3 separate regions of the Rattus norvegicus genome follow, and all the other regions are linked to region 2. The links are chromatin contacts, called in public Hi-C maps. All regions are on one chromosome and are shown on one strand. Each heading gives the region's core, a stretch centred on a gene start, on an enhancer-like site or on the middle of the called end of the contact. The rest is flanking DNA. Distances are from core to core; before and after follow the strand shown. Region 1 has its middle 24 kb from the start of P2ry6. Region 2 overlaps Arap1 (ArfGAP with RhoGAP domain, ankyrin repeat and PH domain 1). Region 3 has its middle 42 kb from the start of Fchsd2.

Region 1 (4,455 bases), core at 1,405-3,904, 440 kb before region 2:
CGTATATTTACTAAGAGGAAAGTGAGAAAGAAGTCCCACCAGTGCGCAGGATCCCCGGGCTCCAGAGAGCAAGCTTCCAGCTGTCAGTTTCCCCGACATGGATGTGGGGATGTCTCCTACTGTCATGCTCAGCAACGAGTGCCTTTACCCACTGAGCTAGCTCATGTCCATTTTGTTTCCTCCCTTTTCTTTTTTAGTTTTTAAAATTTATTTATTTTGTGTATATGAGCACACTGTCGCTGTCTTCAGACACACCAGAAGAGGGCATCGGATCCCATTTACAGATGGTTGTGAGCCACCATGTGGTTGCTGGGAATTGAACTCAGATCCTATGGAAGAGCAGTCAGTGCTCTTAACCTCTCAGCCATCTGTCCAGCCCTTATCTTTTCATTTACACTGGCTCCATTTAGCTCAGGCTAGCCTCACACTCTGCTGTGAGCTAAGGATGTGCTTCAACTTCTGATTATCCTGCCTTCACCTCCCCAGTGCTGGGACCACAGTTGTGTGCTACACAGCTGTTTCTTTTACTTTACTTTGTGAAGAGGGCTTTAATGTCTAATGACTCCTGTCTGGTGCTAGTTAAACTGCAGGAGTTTACCCAGTGTGATGGCTGACCCTGTTAACCTGACTGAATCACTTAGGAGACATACCTCTGGGCGTGTCTTCGAGGTCATTTCCGCAGAGGACTAACTGAGGTGGGAAGATCCATGTTGAAGGTGAGTGTCACTGTCTCACAGACTGGGCTCTCACACTGGATGAAGAGGAGAAAGGAAGCTGTGTGCCAGCATTCATCTCTGTGCTGTGTGACTGCAGATATGATGGATGCGTCCCCTCTTCAAATGTGGGCCAGAGTATCCTTCCCCCTTATATTGCTGTTGTAAGGTGTTTTGTCACAACAGAAAGTAGTCAACATGTCCAATGTTATCTCATTCATTCCTCATTGCAAATTGGGCATTCACTCACTCACTCACTCATTCATTCATTCATTCATTCATTCATTCATTTCTCATTCATTCCTCATTGTAAACTGGGCATTCACTCACTCATTCATTCATTCATTTCTCATTCATTCCTCATTGTAAACTGGGCACTCACTCATTCATTCACTCATTCATTCATTCATTTCTCATTCATTCCTCATTGTAAACTGGGCATTCATTCATTCATTCATTCATTCATTTCTCATTCATTTCTCATTATAAACTTGGCGTTCACTCACTCACTCATTAATATTCAGGAAATAGGTGTGCGGCACCCACAAACCAGGCAATGTTCTCTCTGGAAACTATTCCAGCAGGAGGAGGCAGAGGGTGGAGATAAACTATGGGCTGAGTACAGTTTTGCCTTTTCGATGATGAGGAAGTGGAGATGCCTACGGTCACGTGATTAACAAGGTATAAATGTCACAGGTGCAAAGAACCCTAACCCTAACCCTAACCCTAACCCTAACCCTAACCCTAAACCCTAACCCTAACCCTAACCCTAACCCTAACCCTAACCCTAACCCTAACGTGCATGGACGTGAGAGCTGGGGCTCAGACTCAGTGCTATATGATGTGGGCCTTACAGGGTTTCCGTCTGTCTTTGGGTCGGTGGAAGCTGTGGGGAGCAGTGAGCAGGGAGAACAGGGACGACGGCCTGGAGCTCTAGCCCAGGTTTGCTCATCACCTCTGTGCATCTTGCTCTGTCCGAGGCACCAACACTTCAGCTCCACTTCTGCATCAGTCAGATGTTCTTGCCCTACTGCTGTGCTTGGGCCTCCAAGTTACAGGACTAACTTCTGCCATTTGAAGGCCAACATCGCCGGCTAAGACAGCTCTGTCGGCCACACTTCCCATGGAATAGAATCCAGCTTTGGGAGCTACACTGAGAAAACAAGACAGGAGGGGTGTCTGGTGAGGGGCGCTGTGCTAGAATGAGACAAAGAGAAAGTGTCCCGCCCGGATATTGGTCTGGGCTGCACCCTTCTTTGGCTGTGACTGAACACTGAGTAGAGCTTTCCTACAGGCAGATGAGTGCCCAGAACAGAATGACCTCCTTCCCGGCCGGGGAGCTAGGAAGCAGATGCTATGGCAGAGGCAGAGGCAGCCACCGTCACATAGTTGGCAGGATTGGATCTCTGTTTCAATCCACCCTTCCTATCCCACCCTTGCCCTTATCCAGCAACAGCCTGACTACCAAACAGGTCACGAATCCATCCAGGTAGGTCGCAGTGGATGACGCTTTTCCATTCCCTGTGCCTCAGCAGGACTTGACCACTAAGGGGCAGCAGTGCAGCGTCAAAGCCCAGCCGAGAAACAAGAGACAGCTCTAAGAACTGACAACTGGGTAGAAGTTAGGCTTCCGACTGCCTCCGCCCACATCCCTTTGCTGCCAGGAATTCTGGGGACAGGAAGTGCAAGCTGGAGGAATGTGTGGAGTGAGGAGGAAAAGGAGAGAAGAAAGCCAGATCCTGTTCACATTCTCATCTCTTCTGCCACCCCCCCAAGCCTGTCTTCTGCCAGCTCTATCATCACTATTATATTTATTTATTTATGAGTGCAGTGCGTGCGTGTGTAAGTCAGAGGACAGTCAGAATCTGTCATCTCCTCCCATGGGTCCCTGGGATCTAGCTCAGGTTGTCAGGTTCAATGGCAGGTGCCCTATCGGCTGAACCTTTCTCTCGTGGGGAGCAGGGCACATGGCCTCAATATTCCAGGCTGGGCTCTAATGCTTTGTGCAGCCAAGGGTGACTTTGAACTTCTGACCCTTCTGGCTCTGTGTGCTGGGATCATAGGTATGTGCTGTTGTCTTGGGTTTCGTTGCTGTGGAATGATACCATGACCACAGCCACGCTTATAAAGAACAACATTTAATTGGGACTGGCTTACAGTGTCATAGGTTCAGTCCGTTACCATCGTGGTGGGAAGTGTGGCAGCACTCAGGCAGACGTGGTACTGGAGAAGAAGCTGAGAGCTCTACCTCTTGATCCACAGGCAACATAGGAGGATTCTCTTCCTCAGGCATCCAGGAGAAGGGTCTCTTCTACACTGGGTGAAGCCTGACCATTAGAGCAAACCTCAAAGCCCACCACCACGGGGACACACTTCCTCCCACAAGACCGCACCTACTGCAACAAGGCCACACCTCCTAATAGTGCCACTCCCTGGGCCAAACGTATTCAGGCCACCACAGCCATTGTTACTATCCCCCATCCCAACACCTACCCTCTTTGTATGTGCTGGTGGTTGAACCTAGGGCTTCATGCACACGGGGCTAGCATTCCACCAATGAGGCTACGTACCCAGTCCCACCTCCTGGTGTTAGTTTGACCTCTGGCAGCTCCCGGGTTTAAAGTCAGACTCTGATGCCCACAAGATGGCTGTCCACCTGTGCCTTCAATCTCTAGGTATCTGCTCCTCTCTCATTGCTATTCTACCCCCAACGGCAACCTGGTCCCTCAGCACATTTTAAAAAAAAAGACTCAGTTATTTATTTAATGTATGTGAGTACTCTGTAGCTGTCTTCAGACACACCAGAAGAGGGCATCGGATCCCATTACAGATGGCTGTGAGCCACCATGTGGTTGCTGGGAATGGAACTCAGGGCCTCTGGAAGAGCAGTCAGTGCTCTTAACCACTGAGCCATCTCTCCAGCCCTGAGATAATAGGGTTTTTTGTTTTTGTTTTTTTTTTTTGTTTTGTTTTGTTTTTTTTTTGTAATGGAGATGTAGAGATATTTTCAGATAAGAGTGAGTGTTAAAGTCACAATGAGCCACGATTAAGGGCTGAGTACATGCTCTCCTTCCCCAGATATTTTCTGGGAATATCACAAACAAGATGTAAAGAACATCTGAAGTTTCCACTCGACCTGATAGGACTTTACCCTACCAGCTGTAACAGCATGCGTGTACCTCAGGATCACCCGATAGTCTGACTTTCATTTCTTGGCAACCCTTTGAGGTGTAACTTCAGAAGTCACCAAAATTGTTTATATGGTTCTTTACATTTTTTTTTTTTTTGGTTCTTTTTTTTTTGGAGCTGGGGACCGAACCCAGGGCCTTGCGCTTCCTAGGCAAGCGCTCTACCACTGAGCTAAATCCCCAACCCCGGTTCTTTACATTTTTTAAATGGAAAAAAAAAAACCTATCTTACGGCAGAGGTTCTGGGGTCCCCAGACTCACTGTGATGCCAAGGCTGGCAGTGAATTTCTAAGCACCCTGCCTCTGCCTCTTGATGCTGCTGAGATGACAGCTTTGTACCACGGTGCTGGGTTTTATGTGATGCCGGAGACCAAACGCTTGGCTTTATACATGACAGAACCTTCAATTGAGCTGCAGCCCCAGCGCTCCCCCACTCTGTCTGTCTGACTGTCTGTCTCTGTGTGTGTGTGTGTGTGTGTGTGAGAGAGAGAGAGAGAGAGAGAGAGAGAGAGAGAGAGAAAGAGAGAGAGAGAGAGATTTTAAAGACAAATTGA
Region 2 (4,293 bases), core at 412-2,911:
TGTCTGTAGATAACTACCATACCGGATTTGTCAGGGAATAGGGACAAGGAAAAGAAGCCTCATGTATTCAGGATAGATGTGGGTTTGCTGCACACTTTTGGATCTGCAGTTTGTTGACTCCTGGATGTGGAGCCACAGGTTGCAAAGAGACATCTTGATTTGCACAGTTTGGGGCCATTCCTTAGGGCAAAGTGGTGCCAGGCCTGGCGTCCTTTGTCCTGGGGATGAGGCCTCGATAGTCGTAGGCATCTGCGGTCCTCAGCTCATGGATAGACAAAGGCTTTAGGTTTTTTAAAAAATATGTATATGAGTACACTGTCGTTGTCTTCAGACATACCAGAAGAGGGCATCGTATGGTTGTGAACCATCTGGGAATTTGACTAGGAATTGAACTCAGGACCTCTGGAAAAGCACTCAGTGCTCTCTGAGCCATCTCTCCAGCCACTGGTTTTGTTTTGTTTTGTTTTTAATTTTTACTTTATGTGTATGGGTGTTTTGCCTGTCTGCATGTCTGTACACATGTGTAGGTACACATATGCACATTTGGCCAGCTGTCAGGGTGGTGCATATTTGTGTTGGTTCTACAGGTGGCCATGCTTGGTCCTAATAGGTACAGGGATCTGTACGGGTGACAGGTCAGTATATCCGGGTCCCCCGGGCTGAGTAGGCATATGCACAAGCCTGAGCGTATTGCTGCTGTGGGGCTGGCAGTGCCAGTTCGCATTGTTAATAGTGTGCAGATGCTGTTTGGGTAAGCAGATTGGCACGTTTAGTGTTTGTGTACTGTCAAGTGTGAGTCACTGTGCACATATGTGTGTGCATATGCTGCCAGGCACCATTAGAATGTCAGCTCTCCTAGGGCTGTGGGATCTTCGTCAGTGTTTCCTTTACTATTGAACGCCTGGCAAGCAGTACCTAATAGGCCCCTTTGACATGTCATGGAGAGGAAAGGCCAGTGATGCCAGGGGATTTCACACTGTGGGTGCTGAGCTTGGACGTCTTCAGATGATGTGAGCAGGCCTAGGTTCAGACTGGCCATAGAGCTCAGGGACCCTGAGCGCATCACTCCAAAGCCTTCTCCTTAATTCCTGTCATCCCATCTGTGGGGATGGTGACAAGCAAGAGGCTGATAGTCTTCTAGGCTACAGAAAAGCTGTAAGCAAACCAGAAAACAAGGAAAGATGGGGCTCCCTCCTTCCTGCCTGGTCAAACTGAGGGCTTTTAGAGGCAGGCTCACACACATCCTGAAGACCCCACTTTACCTCTGCATCTGTAACATTGACTATTTCAGCCCATGCCTATGAATTGGCTGCAGGGAAACTTGCCCAAAGCCACTCCACCCCAGAGAGGAAACCAGCATTCAGATCCTGCCTCCTGGCCCTGTCCACTCAGCTTCAGATGTCAGAGACAAAACCCTCAGGACTTGCTTCTCTGGATCACAGAGGGATTGTTTCTGATCAAGGGTCCCAGAGCCACTCCACACAGCCCCTTCCAACTCCCTGTGGGTCTCAGCTTCCTCCTCTGATACTCGGATACCTATAGGTATTTGAGGGAAAGGAAGTATTTGCCCAGAGTGGCCAGCCACTGTCAGGAGTCACACCTTGCAAGGTTTCCCTTCAGTGCCCCAGAATGCCTTGCCGCTCAGCCAATCCGTGGTCTTTCTGAAGACTGATCACCTGTTGCTGGGGCAGAAACTGTCCCTTCAGGGAGCCTATTTTGCAGCCTCTTTGGGCCTCTTTCAGGAGGTTAGGGTGGAGGATTCATATAAGGGCTAGCCAGAATCAGGGCTTCCTGGACTGGTACCCTGTGAGGCCTCAGGGGACCAGCTGACAGGGCTAATTGCCCCATTTTACTTTGGCTGGTGCTGGCGTGGCCTGAGGGGCGGGGAGGAAGTATCTGTCCCAGGGGATTATGGGTGACGTTTCTCTCTTTCTCTCTCAGTGTTTTCAGGAAGTGTGTTGGCCTAGGCTGAAGGGGGGCGGGGAGGGGGTAAGAGAGGCAGAGAGCAGGAAGCAAAGACCAGAGCTGGATACACACACACACACACACACACACACACACACACACACACACACACACACACTCACACACACTTATACACTCACGCAATCTCTTTCCCTCCCGGACAGACTTATGATTATATTCACACACACACACATTTACACACATTCAGAGACACTCCCCATAGGTATACATAGACATACCTGGGGCTCACATATCCAAGGGAACAGACCCAGACACAGCCAACAATAGGGGCTCTGGCCACAGGACCAGCCAGAGCCCACACAAGCTTCCACCGGCAGACACAGGGCACCCTGGCACATACTGCTCCACCTGGCTGGAGCCTTAGGCGTTCTCAGGCCCAAGACAGGATTCAGCAGGCCTCTGAGGGTGAGTGAGGGGCAGCCCTGGCTAGGGTGTTGGGCAGGTGGGAGGGTTGGAGGATGAGTCACTCTTTGTGTGACTGTCACTTTCTGAGCTGCTTTTCCAGGATGCTGTGCTTTCCCTTGGTTTGCTCAGACAGTTCCAGGACCGTTTCTCGGCTTCTCCTGTTTTTTTTTTTTTTGTTTGTTTGTTTGTTTTGTTCTGCTCTTTTCTAACACTGTCCCCCTTCTCCTTCCTTCTCTCTGTTGTCTCCACATCAGCCTTTCCTAGTGATCCTAAATGCCTGTTTTCTGAGCCTTTGTCAGACCTGCCCCACAGACTGTTGTTGGGGTGAGTGTGTGTGTGTGTGTGTGTGTGTGTGTGTGTGTGTGTGTGTGTGTGTCCATGTGCATTTGTGTTTGTGTAGGAGGGTCCTCTGCTCCTTGCTCTCTTCTGGCATTCATTCCCACTTTCCTGCACCATAAGGCAATTCCCTTGGCTCCCCAAGGGAATTTAGGCTAGTGTGTTAAGTTCAAGAATGCTATGTGTCTAAATTCCCATACCCCCAGCCCAAGGTGACAGGGACCTACCTAAAGAGGGCTGGCATTTCATTTGTATGGTTCCTCCCGTGGTGTCTGGGTGATTGGTGGGTGCATGCTGAGTGTGAGGTTGCCCTCCCCTCCTTCCAGTTATCAGGAATCCCTAATGAACCCAGCACCCCTTGGGTCACTGGGAACATATTATGGCCTCTACTTTGGACTGGTCACCAGAAGTGTGGGGGAGGGGTCATGGATCTGTCTGAAAGCTCGCCATGGGCTGACCTGCTCTTCTTGTCCTCAGGGAGACAGTAGAGTCAGACCCAGGAAATACACAGAGCAGATGCTACCTGCCTCTTGCCCACCACAACAGGATTGGTCTGTGGGGCTCAGGTCTTGGAGTGGTATGGAGGCCCACCAGGCTGTTAACTAGAGGGTGAAATCCACATTTGGGTGGATTTCCTGGAGGGTGAAGTGAGTTTTAAGCAAAAGGGGGATCCATGGTTTGGGGTCATTTTATGTAAAACGTTCTGGCAGAAGCCAGGCCCACAGTAGTGCCTAGGAAGGGGAGCCCCTGGCCCAGGAAGAAGTGTCAAGTGGCATGCAGGCTGCAGACCTCTGTTCCTACAAAGGAGGCCTGATAAGAGCTTTGTGTACTGTGGCCTGGGCAGAAGTGAGTAGGACAGAGCCAGGGTGTGCAGCAGCCCATGGTGGAGGAGGAAGGACAGAAGTGACATGGGGGAAGTGAGGAGTGCAGGACCCAGCTGTTGAGGAGGAAGTGGGCAGCTGGGAAAGTTTGCCACTGGAAGGGGGCATCAGGAAAGGCCAGAGTCCCCAGGTCACTGGGCCTGGCCTCGTCTTGCAGCTGTGCTGGTGAAAGTCCTAGGATTGGCCTGGGTCCTTCTAAGGTCCCTGGAACATTTTAGGGGGAAAGTTCTGACTCTGGGGTAAAATGTGCTCTGGGTCCTTTGTCCTTTGAAGTCATTGCAGTGAAACAAACATCGAAGGAAGGATGTAGCGTGCAGAATGATTGGAAATACGGAGGTAGTCTGGAGAGGCGGCTCAGTTGTGAGAAGCACTGGCTGCTCTTCCAGAGGACCTGGGTTCGATTCCTAGAGCCTACATAGTGGCTCACTACACTTATAACTTCAGTTCTGGGGCATCTGATTCTTCTGACATCTGTGGGCATCTGCATGCAGGTGTTGCACTTACGTGCACACTTACGCTTGAAATATAAATAAATCTTAAAGATAGAGAAGTAGTATAGAGGGTGGGGGAGTCCCAAAGAAGCCCCTAAGAAGCCTGAGGCATGATGGAAAGTCCGCAGTAGAGGAAGAGGAGGTGGGATATATGTCTCAGGGAAGAGTACGAGTTAGGCTAGACAGGGACAAGT
Region 3 (4,610 bases), core at 1,115-3,614, 360 kb before region 2:
ACAGAGATGCTGAGAGAGTGTTTGAAGTTTCTGGCATAGCCTCTTCCTCAGGAAAACATCTATCCAAGCAAGGCCAGACAGCCTGCAGCTTCCCGATGGCACTGTCACAGCTGGGGTGCTGGGCTCTGAATCTCCTCTGAAACAGTGGGCAGGAAGTCCTTCAGAGCACCATGGGGACTGCACCCAACGTTCCCTTCTCTGAACCTTGAATTAATCCTGCCTCAAGACAAGAGTCCTGCCCTGATAAGGCTCATGGTCACCTGAACAGTTGTTGCTGGGGACCCTAAAACTGTCAGGATCCCTACAGGATCCTTTATTGCAGCTATCCCTGTCTTATTCATAAAGGAGGTCTGGGGTTGTAGCTCAGCTGACAGAGGAATGGTCTAGCATGCACACAGCTCTTTAACCAGCACCATTTAACTTTGGGTAGATCTCAAAAACAAAATGTGAACAAACAATACTTAAGTAGGCCTGGCAATGGTGGCCCAGGCCTTTAAGTTCAGCAGTTAGGAGGCAGAGGCACAAAGATTCTGTGAGTTCAAGGTCAGACTGGTCTACAGAACAATTATTAGGACACCAGAGATACACAAGAAGAAACCCATTTTCAAAAAACCAAAGCAGCAGCAGCAGCAGCAGCAGCAGCAGCAACAACAACAACAACACACACACACACACACACACACACACACACACACACACACACACACACACACACAGAGAGACTTCCTTAAGCATAAAAAGAGACAATACTTAGAGGGATTGCTGATAAACTGATCATAGCCTTGCGAATGGCTTATATTTGTTGGTCCTGGAACTTATTACGTAACACAGACTGGCTTCAAACTCGTGACAATTTTCATTTTTATGTTCTGACCTCCCAAGTGCTGGTATTGAAGGTATGAGCCACCACGCCCTGCACAAATTACTACTGCTTAGAAGAAGGAAATTAAAAGAGAAATACAAGATGCTGTACTTGGATCCAGTTTTAAAAGGGTTGAGATCTGAGAGGACAGGGACATGATGAGATGCACAGATGTAGATTTTGTGTCAGGTTGCATAGCAGAGCATAGAGAACTCGGTGGGTGACTCATGCTGGCTGTTCTTTGGCACTTTGGACACATTTCTTAGGAATGTCAGGACCACAGGCTCGGCCCAGGTGAGCAGATCCAAAGCAGGTCAAATGGTCATTATCCCTTCAGCATAAATAAGTCTGTGGCTTATTAGTTCTAGGGCTATGTGGACATTGGCTTTGGGCCCCAGTGGAAGGAAACCATGGAGCTATCACAGGTTTGAGTAAGAAGGCCAGTCACACAGAGGACTGCTTCTGTAGCTAAGGAGTAAGAATGTGATAGCAAGGGCAAATGAGTACAGCTGGAGAATACATAGATAGACATGATTTCTAGCCTTTGTTGGGTAGACCAGAAGTCCAAAAAACTTGTCTATGTTAGGAGAGAAAGAGTTACCCCCACCCCCCCACCCCCCGTGTGTCTGTCTCTCTGTGTCCCTGTGTGTGTGTGTGTGTGTGTGTCTGTCTGTCTGTCTGTCTGTCTGTCTGTCTCTCTCTGTCTCTCTGTTTTTGGTTTTTTATTTTTTAATTTGTGTAGGGGTGTGTGTGTTTGTGCACATTTGCTTCTGTGTCCATGTAGAAGTCAAAGGACCACTTTCAGGAGTAGGTTCTTTCTTTCTATCATGTGGATCCTGGGTGGAACTCAGGTCATCAGGCTTAATGACACAGACCTTTACCTTCTGAGCTGCCATGACAGGACCCCATATCTTAAATAGTCTTCAGAACTGAAGTTTCAGTCAAGAGTGCCCAACCTGTAACTACCGGGTGTCAACAGGACCCTGGCTACCAGCTGTTTGTTCTTCGTGGCTTTATTGCCAGGTGAGGATCAATGTACATCAGAAAGAAAAAAAAAATCCTGCCGTCAGTGGGAGGTACAGCCTGCTGTCCCAAGGTCACTTTTGTTGATCTTTGTTGTTGGCATAAGTTGACAGCTGGAGCCTGGTGCTGGAGTTTGCCCCTGGTTTCCTCTCTCTATACACCTTTACAATTACCAACTCAGGGGCCCCAACTCAATACAGTTTGAGAAAAGAGAAGGGCACAGGTGGAATGTGGACACACATTGGCTTGAGTCTCTACTTTCTATGTGGCCAATAACAAGGTGCTTTGCCTCTCTGAACCTGTTTTCTTTGATTTGTTAATGTGGGCAAAAACATTTGCCTTTGAGGTGATTGCCTTTGAGGTTATTCAGATAAGAAAGGCCCATGTGTCACAGCCTTGTTGCATAATAAGGACTCTGCAAATGGGACTGCTCTTTCCTCTCCCCCAGGAGACAATGATACAGAGGGAGCAGCCCTGGGCTGAGGGGTCAGGACACTTGGATCTGGTGGCTGGTTTTGTGGCTCTCTGACTGAGTCCTCTGTCAAGACCTGCTTTTCTCTGCAATTCAGTTTGTTATTTGAAATATAAGACAGAGGAACCACACAGTCAACATGGCACATGTTATCTGAGAATAAGGAACCTCTAGGCAGCTCTGTGGGGGCATTTTCTAGATTGACAATTGATGTGGGAGGACCTAGTCCACTGCAGGCCATGCCACGCCTGGGCAGGTGGGTGCAGGCAGTATCCGAAAGCGATGGACATCTGGTTTGGTAGCCCATGCCTTTAATCCCAATACTCAGGAGGTGAGGCACAGGGATATCTGTGAGTTTCAGGACATCCAGAGCCACATAGAGGGACCATGTCTCAAACAGAACAACTACTACAAAAAGAATCCAGGCAGAGCAAGCTGTGGGGGGCAAAGGACACCAACGTTCCTCCATGGCCTCTGCTTCAGTTCCTGCCTCCAGGTTCCTTGTATTCCTGCCCTGACTTGCCTTCATTGCAGACTAGAGACTATAGGCTGGAATAAGCTCCCCTCCCCCCACCCTCTGCCTCCCCAACAACTTGTCTTTGGTCGTTGTGATTGTGTTTATCACAGTGATTAAAAAACAAGCAGGGAAATGATCTATCTTGAGATGCAGGACCCCAGCTTGAAGCTGGTCCCTGCTATTGATGCACCAAATGGCCTAAGACACGGCCTTCTCCTTTTAGGCTTCAATCTTCCCGTCCCTGCAGCTGCAACAGGCTCTGATGCCCCTTTGGCTCTGATGATCTGGGCTCCAAGGTTCCCATGGTGTCATATTCCCAGGTAGAGTCTGGACTTCAGTCTGCTTGCTCATAGCAAGTGTCTCGGCCCTTGCCCACTCCCTGTCAGAACTTCTGAACTCCACCCTCACGGTCTCTAGGTCTCTACTTCCTTACCTTATCTAAGACCAAAGAGCCCATGAGACTACCCCAGTTGCTCTTCTTGACACTAAATGTCTTAGAGTCTCTCTAGAAGCTTCTCCGTGGAAGTCTTAGGATTTTCTCCACTAGGAACCCATTCACTTCATTTAATATGTTGGGTACTTGGGGACATGCCTTTTCCACCACGTGGGAGGGAGGTCCAGCGTGGCTCATATGTTTGTTCCAGGACAGCCAGAACCACATAGTGAGATCTTGTTTCACCCTGTCCCCCCAAAAATGACATTTGTCAGAGGAGTTCCCCGAATAATGGTGAGTACTGTGGGCACATGCTCTCATCCTCCTGCCTCTGAGAAACTCCCTTTAAAGAAGCTCTATAGAAACACGCAATGCAGATTGAATAACAGGCACAGAGAAATTTAGCCTGTTCCTTGTCCTAGGGGATGTATCCAGAGTACTAAAGCGTCCCAAGCTCTGGCATAAGAGGGAAGAAGGGCCCTGCTGGGTTGGTCACAATGTCACACCCATATGTGCACACAATCAGTCACCTGGGGGGCCAGCGACAGACTAGTAAGTAGACCCATGAAAACATCATTACAAGGCTATGCCCAGCTGCTGCCTTCAATCAGAGAGAGGGCTGCCCCAGTGGGAAACCTAGTTTATCCCGCTGGACCTCCATCAGGGCCAGCCCCATCTGCACTTTAGTCTCCTCCTGGAGACTCTCGGCCGCACTCAGAACTCAAAGCTGCCCCATCTGTTCGGAAATAAGAAAAAGTCTAGGGAGGTGTGGCTAGGTGGCCGCCTCCTAGAGTAGGGGTTCCTCTGGTCACCCTCAAGCCCAGCCCCATTGCCCACAGCAGTCTATACACTCATCAGCACACAAGTGTCCCTAGGGAGAGGGGTTGAGTCATCTTGAACCCCAGGGCCAGTTTTAGGGCTTGGCAAAATACAGACGCTTTAAAAGTTCCTTCAATCTCTGTCCTATTTTGAGTCTTCCCAGCACTGACCCAATAGGGCTGTAGCAGGACCTCCTTCCAACAGAAACAAAGAGGCCTTAGAGTGGGCAGTTCTTGGTTCCAGGGGTGGAATGCTAATGTTAGTCCAAAGCAGATCCTGAGGGGAGCAGGGCTACAGATCTATGGATAAAGCCTTGACAGTCCCTGGTTCCTTTGTGGCCCAAAGCCCTCCCTACACGATTCCTGGGCCTAAGCACATAGGCAGATGCCTGCAGATGGCTGGATTCCTAGGTACTCAGATGCAGTGCCAGGCCTTTCTGTTACCTCCTCCCGAGGTTCTTTCCTTCTTTCTGCCCTAAGAACTC

The links. A called contact is a pair of places that touch in the nucleus more often than the background predicts.
Region 1: a Hi-C map of liver shows a contact between it and region 2, with 4 times the contacts expected there. The contact joins two enhancer-like sites. A contact is called at or near these places in 4 of 12 Hi-C or Micro-C datasets (Schwann cells, frontal cortex and liver).
Region 3: a Hi-C map of liver shows a contact between it and region 2, with 7 times the contacts expected there. The contact joins two enhancer-like sites. A contact is called at or near these places in 9 of 12 Hi-C or Micro-C datasets (the A7r5 cell line, the Rat2 cell line, frontal cortex and 5 more).

What each region holds. Positions count from the first base shown.
Region 1 is chr1:164,753,402-164,757,856 of GRCr8, forward strand. No RefSeq gene overlaps it. Among named protein-coding and RNA genes, the nearest start is that of P2ry6, 24 kb to the left of the region's middle. Within about 2 kb of position 2,655, at least 30 of the 93 cell types and tissues checked have an H3K27ac peak or open chromatin away from gene starts, as enhancers often do. A contact at or near this core is called in liver, where this site is marked.
Region 2 is chr1:165,189,965-165,194,257 of GRCr8, forward strand. The region is part of intron 3 of Arap1 (ArfGAP with RhoGAP domain, ankyrin repeat and PH domain 1); the gene reads left to right. Among named protein-coding and RNA genes, the nearest start is that of Arap1, 31 kb to the left of the region's middle. Within about 2 kb of position 1,662, at least 70 of the 93 cell types and tissues checked have an H3K27ac peak or open chromatin away from gene starts, as enhancers often do. A contact at or near this core is called in liver, where this site is marked.
Region 3 is chr1:164,826,752-164,831,361 of GRCr8, forward strand. It overlaps a transcript of Fchsd2 not described here. Among named protein-coding and RNA genes, the nearest start is that of Fchsd2, 42 kb to the right of the region's middle. Within about 2 kb of position 2,365, at least 3 of the 93 cell types and tissues checked have an H3K27ac peak or open chromatin away from gene starts, as enhancers often do. A contact at or near this core is called in liver, where this site is marked.